Regions from separate parts of the Cricetulus griseus genome. Here region 1 is linked to region 2. The links are chromatin contacts, called in public Hi-C maps. All regions are on one chromosome and are shown on one strand. The core of a region is the stretch at or near the end of the contact, and the rest is flanking DNA. Distances in the headings are between cores, read along the strand shown.

Region 1 (4,032 bases), core at 156-2,655, 110 kb after region 2:
CTTAAGCAGTAATATAATTGGAAGGTAAGCAGAATCAAGAATGTCTTTATTTTTATTGAGATTTGGTAAGGGATTTGAAGTTGATGGAGATGAGGGGAAGGACAGTGTGTAACTCGTGAATTTATTATTGTGGTGCAAATCCTACCGGGGTAGTGGGCGGAGAACACTCAAAAATGCAAACCATTTTTTATAGGAATGGCTACAGCAGAAATTACAAGTCAAACTTTAGGGGCTGGCAAGGTTGTTAATCTGCTAAGAGCTGTACCACTCTTGTAGAGGATCAAGTTTGGCTGTGAAAACCCACGTTGTTTCTGCCCCGCCCCCCTCCATTCACGTGCACATACAGGCACAAAAACACACATACATATACATAGTAAAATATATTTAATTTTAAAAGTCAGACTTTTACTTACACAAATGCAACATTTTAAATAAGCATTTTGTTACATGAGTTTACTCACAGCTCCAGGCATTTTGCATAGATGAAGCAGAGGCTGCCTTGCTGTGCACCAGCACCACCGGTACCTCTGTTGTACCAACCTTAGAGACATCCTTGCTGGTAGCAACTGTCCCAGGCTACGTTGCTATTAATTAAAGAGCTTGCTGGTCCTTGCGCTTTCCTTATGCTGTGCGTTCCTCCAGGGTTGTTGTCTTTCATCACTGTAACCCCACTGGGCCAGAACTTTGCAGGCAATCCCATCTGGGCGTGTCAAGATGGACTGTGGGTCGTCCTCCCCAGTCCATTTCCTAGCCTCCCAAGGAAGCAATAGTGAAAAAAGTCCACATTAGTATAGTTTTCACTGGTTATGTTAAATTTATGGAAAACATCGAACCGTTTATGAGACACCATTCCAAGGAAATCGGTGTCACAGAGTTTTAAAGTCTTCTCATTCCTGCCCTTACCCCAGGCGTCGCCCTGCTGTTTGGCACAACTGCTTTCCTGACGCATCAGGTAAACCTGCCCCGGGGAGAACAGTGTGTGGCAGAGGTGCGGTCCCCTGGAGTTTCCCAGAGCAGAAACTTCATCATGGGGAAGAAACCTCCACCCGAGGACGTGTGTTCTCCTGTCCCATTTCCACCTTCTTTTAAAAAAAGAAAAGAAAAGAAAAATCCAGTCACAAAGGTTTCTACTACATTGCTGCGAACACAGCTTTGAGAAGGTGGGGCAGGGTGATGAGTAGCCAGGCACTTCAGCAGCACTAAAAGCAGGAGCAACTTAGCTGCCTAGGAGCCGGAAGGCGCCCTGACTTCACAGCTGGAACTCCAAGGACCCGCTGCTGTGATTCGGGAGGGGGTCGGGACCAGGGACCGAGCTTGGTGGAGTCCACCATCGTGGTCCGAGGGGCGCCGCTGAGTGTGGCACGGAGCAAAGCGGTGTGTCTGCCTTAGGTGGCCACGGGCACCCAGCCGCCTCGTCACCCTAGGTGAGTAGAGGGCTACCGTGGTCCTGGAGGAGCGGACTGAGCTGCTTTTGCGAACCCTGGCGGCTGCCTGGGGACACAGCGTCCCCCGCACTCGAGTTGGTAGCCGCCGGTCGCGCTGGGGAGGTCGGGGGCGGAGAGGAGGCGGTGGCCGCCCCCACCGGGAGGGGCGCCCAGAGTGCGCGGTGCGCGGCCTCAGGGACTGGCTGGCTGCAAGGCTGTGGCGGCTGCGGCGGCTGCGGTGGCTGCGGGAACCCGGACTAGGACCGCAGGGAAGGAGGGCGGGAGCGAGGGCCAGGCCCAAGGGCAGCGGGACCTGTGAAGAAAGCTGCGACTACAGAGAAAGATGAGCTGGTGAGTGGGCGCCTTGGGCGCAGGTTTTCTTTGCGTCCCTTGCAGGCTGTAGGGACAAAAGCCTGGGCAGGGGTCTGGAGAGCCCGAACCGTACCACCCTAGGATACTCTGCCCTCCTTATGCATGACGATGTCGGGTAGAGGGCTCGTGGGGAAGGGGTGCTCAGTACGGTGACGCCTCTAGAGTGGTTGAGGCGAAAAGGCAGGATTTAATTAAGGGTCTCTAAGGCAACTTTCGCGGAAACTTGCTTAAGCAGAGATCTAGACCCCAGGAAAAGAGAAGGTCCACAGCTGGATCCTGAGGAATATGGGGTTCCGAGAGGATCTTTTTGAATTAGGCTTCTAGATGTACTTTGTTTCCAGAGTGAGGCTGCAGGGTGAGCCTCCGGACCCAGATTCTCACCAGGAGTCCTTGATTGCGATTCAGCTATAGTTTCCCTAAACGTAGATGGTATAGTGTTCCCTTCGCCCTTAGTGATGGCAGCTCCAAATCATGGGATCCTTTCGACCCTGTTTCACAAGCTCCCTACACTGCGAGGAGCAGTTGAACTGTTCTTGGTGCGCTCAGTAACTTTGCCCCAGCTATCAGCACTTGAAGCCCCAAGGACCTGGCTAACTCCCGCCACCACCAGGAAATTAAAAGGCTGACGGGCTGTCCCTTCCCGGATTGGGATTTCCTGTTTGGAAAAGCTTTACAATTCCAACCTCCTTCCAGCGGTTCCTCTTTTACCTTTCTCACTTAAAAGAGGGAAGACTCCTGCAGCCTTTTATGTGGACCGGCTAGGGCTGGAAATCCTTTAGCTCGGCCCAGCCCTCTTCCCTGGAAGTCTTCCTTTTGTGGTTCTGAAATAACTCGAGCTTTGGGATGCACAACTAGTCACAGCCCGGCGCAGCTGTGAGGGGTCTAGAAGAGACATAAAATGTGGAGTCCGTTAGTATAAATATCTGCCAGCCGCATTTCCTTCCAGAATATGAATGTGTAAGTTACAGATGTAAATTTTCAACTATGATGCTTGTAACTAGGCTCCCAACGTGGGCTTAATTTGGACGTTTGAGATTTTTTTCTTTGGGCTTCAAACGTTTGAATTTAGCTGGGAGCCTCCAAATATGGTTCACAGTTCCACAGGGTTAAACTTTTGCCCTTGGATCACTTGAATTCTTTGTTCCTGGTAGGATAGCAACAGAGTAGTTGGATTTGGGATAAATAAACCTTGAGAGTAGCCCACTATTTTAACAGAATATGCCTGGTGCCGTTGGCTTCAATTGTGTAAATATTTATTTGAATAAAGAGCTAAGATTCTCTGAAAAGTAGCAGTTGTATCTTTCGAGGTTCCCTTTTCCTATCTCGGACTTAGTTGTTTAAAAGGTTTTTATTTATTTATTTTTCCTGATAAATTCATTGTGTAACTTAAACATAACGCATAATTAAGAAACTCGGTACAGGGTCTCCAAACTTTGACAAAGGGAGGAGAGTTGAGTTTTTGCTTTCAGTTAATGTAGCTTTTACTCCTGAGGCAGGGAAGTTTGCAAATCCTAGCTCTCTCACAAACGGCAAAATGAGATGTTTGGTTAAGAGCCGTCATCATTGTCAATTTTCAGGCTGGTTCTCTGCAGCTGGCAGCTGCTGTTCTTTTGGGGTGAGAATGACTGCAGAGATGTCTGCTTGATCCTTTTGGGGCAAGCAAGAAATGCTAGATAAGAAGATAGGGAAAGGTTTAACAAATGTCTTCAACAACTCTGGCCAAAGTTAACTACTTTTGCAAGCATTCTCAGGAGACAGAAGAAAAAGCCAAAGTTGATTTGATCAGACTCTGGTTTTCACTCCTTTCATCAGTGTTGAAGACTCTAAGCATGATGGGTTGTGGAGTACAATGAAGAAATCAAGTCTGGGGTCTTGATTAGTTTTTGCATAATTTTTAAAAGCAGCTGGGGTTGTGGTTATGACAATTGACCCTACAGGATGCTAGATTGCAGACATTGGGAAAGAGGTAGTGCCACAGGTGACAGGGAAAGACAGGAGCTTAACACATTCCCCAAGAATACCTGTGCTTTATAATGTGTCGCTAAATCTCTCTGTGCTTACTTATTAGATGCAGGAATGCCATCCATTTGAAAAACAAACACCTTCTGAGTGATGCCTTAGAGCCCTGCAATGTATTTTAGCAGTAGTTCTCAGGAATAGGAGGTGGCATACAGTCTGAAGGGAATGCTGCACAGTGTATTTTGATTATCATAGCTGAGGATAGGAATATGCAACC
Region 2 (4,134 bases), core at 536-3,035:
CTTTCAGAGCAGATCTGGTTCTAATCCCAGTTTTAGCACTGCCTGCTGGTTGTGTTCCCCTAGCTCCATTGAGCCTCTGCTCCTTTCACCATAAAATGGTGGTAAAATATGTGGTAATATATCTAACATATATCACATTTTCAATACATACAGCCCTATTTCTTCACAGAACTGTAAGGCAATTCTCAAATTTAAAAAAAAAGTCAAAGAAGAAATCCTACTACTAAATTAGAGGTTTAATAAAAGATCCTCCAGATTCCTTCCTGAAGCTTTCCTTTCTCAGGTAGATTTTTCTTGAGGCCTCTTACCATGAAGTGACAAGGTAATCACTTCATGAATAGTCAACGGCTATTAGGATCTGCTTTCTGTCACCACTTCCCAGTCCTGCTCTCTGGTTATGTCACCCAGCTCACTGGTTGAATCTGAGTAGGCCTGGTGTGTATTGATTGGTTAGGTCTGCAGCCAAGACCAACAGAGTCCTTCCTTCACATCTGTTCACACTCCTGACCAAAAGCAAGTTGCTACCTGTGACCAGCAAGGAAGACAACAGGGGCACATCGCTTTCTTGCCTGGAAGAGTGGAAACCTGTGTGGATGCTTCTTGTCCCAGCCTTGGACTCCAGCTGAGCAGAGAAGCTGGGAAAGACTTTGGACAAGAAAGCAGCAGCAGCGGAGGTAGGTAACCTACTCAGCCATTGCTCCTTCTCTCAAGATCACAGAGCAAACACCTTGCCTCACCTCGTGACTAGGATGTCTTGGACAATGGCCTCCTGAAGGAGAGGTGTAGATATCAGTGTGGGACAGCATAATTCAGTTACTTGTCCTTTAGCATATTCTGGAAAGCCTGCTGTATTTCCTTCCCTCTTCTCTCCTCTGTGAGTCATTGATTGCTCCGTGTTTCACGTTTCGCTGAGACGTATTTTCATCTTTCATCATAGGATATGGTATTTGTGATCATTGACAAGTTCTCATTGATGGTAGTTCCACCAGCACAGCCCTCTGCTCCAGAACTTTACTTCCATGCTTCATTCTACTTACAGATATACCAGAGGGATGGTGCATGTAATTCTGAGGGATATACTGTTCATTAAGAGGGCTGTTATCTCCAAGTGACAGGATTTCTCAGAAAAATTACATGTGTTTTCCTGCTTTGGATGCTAAGGGGTTAAAAAGTCCTCAAATTCCTGGAGCAGAATCAAGTGTGTTTACTTAAGCTTGTCACATGGCAGCCTGTCAATCATTTACTGACTCAGTGCTGTCTCCTACCTTTAAACAAGACCACCAAAGTCCTTGCCTAACAGAGTGCCCAACCCATAGAACACACGCACTGTTATATAGAAGGTATGGTCTGACACCAGAACCCATAGGGCTTTTTAACACCTAAAAGACATGATTCTTTCCAGAGCAGTAAGCACCCCAAGGCCCCTGTCGGCTCAGTGATTCATTAACTCTATCAAGACTCACACACAGACCTGAAGCCTAGTTTCACCTCAAGCACAGGAGGTTGTGGCTTTGTAAAGAGCCTCATCTGTCACTACCCAGGAAAGATAGTCTAATGATCCAACAAGATATTAACTGATTCTTGGAATAGAACAATATTTATAGCAATAATGGGGAGGAGGTAGAGACTCCCTCAATTGTACGCATTCCAGAAACAATATTTTTAACAAATATAACCCACTCTTCTTTAGTCTGACTGTAACTCCACTAGTTGCAGAAGTGGCATATTGCTGCTGGGCAGACCTGTAATGATTTCCACCTCTGATAATTATTAGTCAAGTGGTTAGAGGTAGGGGGCCCTGATTCTTCTGAACTCCATTTAGGGAACAGATTGGGCCATGCACTAAACAAAGTAATGTGTGATACTCATTTGGTCAATCATTTACGGCTACAATGTGAATCCCCTCAGGTGAAGTTGGTGACTTGAATTTTTAGTGGCCTTGATGGTTAATTAGATGCAGGAATTGAGACCATTGCAGACATTAAACCCAACTTGGGATTTGGAGAAAGCCTGAGCTACCTCCCAGGGACATCTTGGATAATGATGAACTGAATTCCATGATGATGCCCTGCAAAATGTTAAATGCATCTCTAGTGACAACCTCCAATGTGTCTATAAATAACACAAGTGACAGAGGCAGGTTTGAAGAAGGCATAGGCTTCAGGGCATTCAAATATACTGGCTACATTTACCCACAGTGCTGTAGGCTGCCTTCCAGGACTTCTGTGACCTTTCAGTGTAGCATTGAGCTCATACTGGAAGGTCAGTGAGGTAGATCTGGATTTTCTGTACGTTGGATATTAGCAAGGGGGAGATTGTTGTTGAGAGTGAGTGAATAGGATAGGCACTGTCATTCTTTTCACACATTAGGAAGTTAGAACCATGGAAGTTAATTGATTTTTCCATGGTAATTCTGTGGTCAGAAGTGGAGCCAGGATTGGATTCACTTCTGCCTTGTTCTCAATCTTTCTGGTGAGTCATAGAGTTGAGCACACAGAGTAGCATAATCTAGAGAGTCAAGCCAGCATGGTAAACAATGCTCACCGACACAGCCTATGCACTGGTCCCTGGTTGTACACTTCCTGAGATCAGTTGGGTGCCACTACAACCAAAAGGTCCAAGCAGTGAACTACACACTTCTTTAATGGGAGGTAAAGGAAGAAATATGCAGGGAGCAAAAGGAAGTATGGCCTAGTGAACTCGGTTCATCCTGAAGTTAGGACTCAGCCCCTTTCATTTCATGCCCTTCAAACCCATGGTCCCTAATGGAAATGTAAAACAAGAAGATGAATTGATGTCACCACATCTCTGGGAACTCAAGAGTTTACCAGCTTATGCATCCAAGCTAATGTCCACTCACCTAAATCCAAGGGATTTAGTAGAACAAGGCTTTAGGCAGGAACAATCAGCAACCTGTTCTATCAAAGCTCCAATATCTACAACTACACAGACCCATGTGGGCTTGGGGTCTGAGTCAATTGTTGTTAAGAAGGAATTGAGTAGTTTACAGCAACAAGCCTCCCTTTACTCTCCAATCCCTGGTTCTGTTAACCTCATATTTATCTTAAAAATTCAGTTAACTGTCTGGCACAAATTCCAAGGCAGCCAAAATTCCCAGTATTTACATGATTAATATAAAGACAAGCCATCATGAAATGTGGTCAGGTAAACATTGTTGAACAAAGGGTTTCTTCTTTTTGCTGGCCTGTCCATGCACAGCTCAAGAATATGACAACAAAGGCCTTACAGCTAATCATTTGTTTGTGAATCACCATGGCCACCTCCTTAGTCAGTTGGCCCCATGTGAACCTTAACTCCTGTGCTGTCATTCTTACCTAAAACCTCAGAAAAGTCAGAGGAAGCCAAAGGAGGAGGACAATGTCTCAGAATACTTGTCCACCTATTAAACAGTAGATGGAGAAATGATAAGATGTCATTTACTAACCTTGTTTATTAGCTCTAATAAAACAACCTGTATGACTTGCCCATGTCACAGATTCATGAACTTGAGGTGTCCTTTGAGTTAGGATGTATCTGGTCTGAAAGCCCATATTCTGTACTACTGCTCTGGGAAAGAAATGTACACAATAGGAGCTATGCTCTGTCCATTGCCAGCATAAAGGGGTGAAGAGTCCTTTTCAAAAGCATTTACTTGGCTCCTCAGAGATGATATTTGTTCCCCTTCTCTATCCTCCATCAAATATTTTTGACCATGTAGAGGTAAAGAGCCCTCCCTCCTAAGAAAATGCCATAAAACAAGCAACAATGCCCACAGATTGTATTGTGATCCCTTTGAGAAACTGTGACAGAAGTTCATGCTGACCTGTGTCACACTCCTCTGTTTGCTTATTTGGTTAATTTTAATGCAATATAGAGGAAACAAAAGTTTTGTTTATTGTCACTTAGTGAATGTGGTGATAATGGCTCTGACATGCTGGGAAATGACTGACCATCCTTGGCCCTCTACAAGATTTTTTTACAAGTTGATTTCTGTGGTCACCTTGGTCTTAAAGAAAGCTCCACTTTTCCAAAACTTTCTTTCCTGTGTGTCAATTGTTTTATTTAATGTCATAACAGCCATTTGAGATGAGCACTGTATTTAGGTTCTATTCTTCCAATCCCACCGAGAACTTT

Evidence for each region. Hi-C and Micro-C count contacts between places; a contact is called where the count stands out from the background.
Region 1: a contact with region 2 is called in a Hi-C map of the CHO-K1 cell line, with 4 times the contacts expected there. The contact joins the promoter of Phldb2 here to the enhancer-like site in region 2. A contact is called at or near these places in 4 of 8 Hi-C or Micro-C datasets (the CHK-Q cell line, the CHO-K1 cell line and fibroblasts).

What each region holds. Positions count from the first base shown.
Region 1 is chr4:44,757,313-44,761,344 of CriGri-PICRH-1.0, forward strand. Phldb2 (pleckstrin homology-like domain family B member 2) reads left to right here and starts at 1,406. Exons shown (of 20, transcript XM_035444527.1): 1 at 1,406-1,424. It overlaps LOC103160595 (a long non-coding RNA gene), which reads right to left and starts at 1,460. Exons shown (of 3, transcript XR_003484828.2): 1 at 904-1,460; 2 at 541-747.
Region 2 is chr4:44,642,241-44,646,374 of CriGri-PICRH-1.0, forward strand. No RefSeq gene overlaps it. Among named protein-coding and RNA genes, the nearest start is that of Plcxd2, 62 kb to the left of the region's middle. Within about 2 kb of position 1,786, at least 1 of the 6 cell types and tissues checked has open chromatin away from gene starts, as enhancers often do.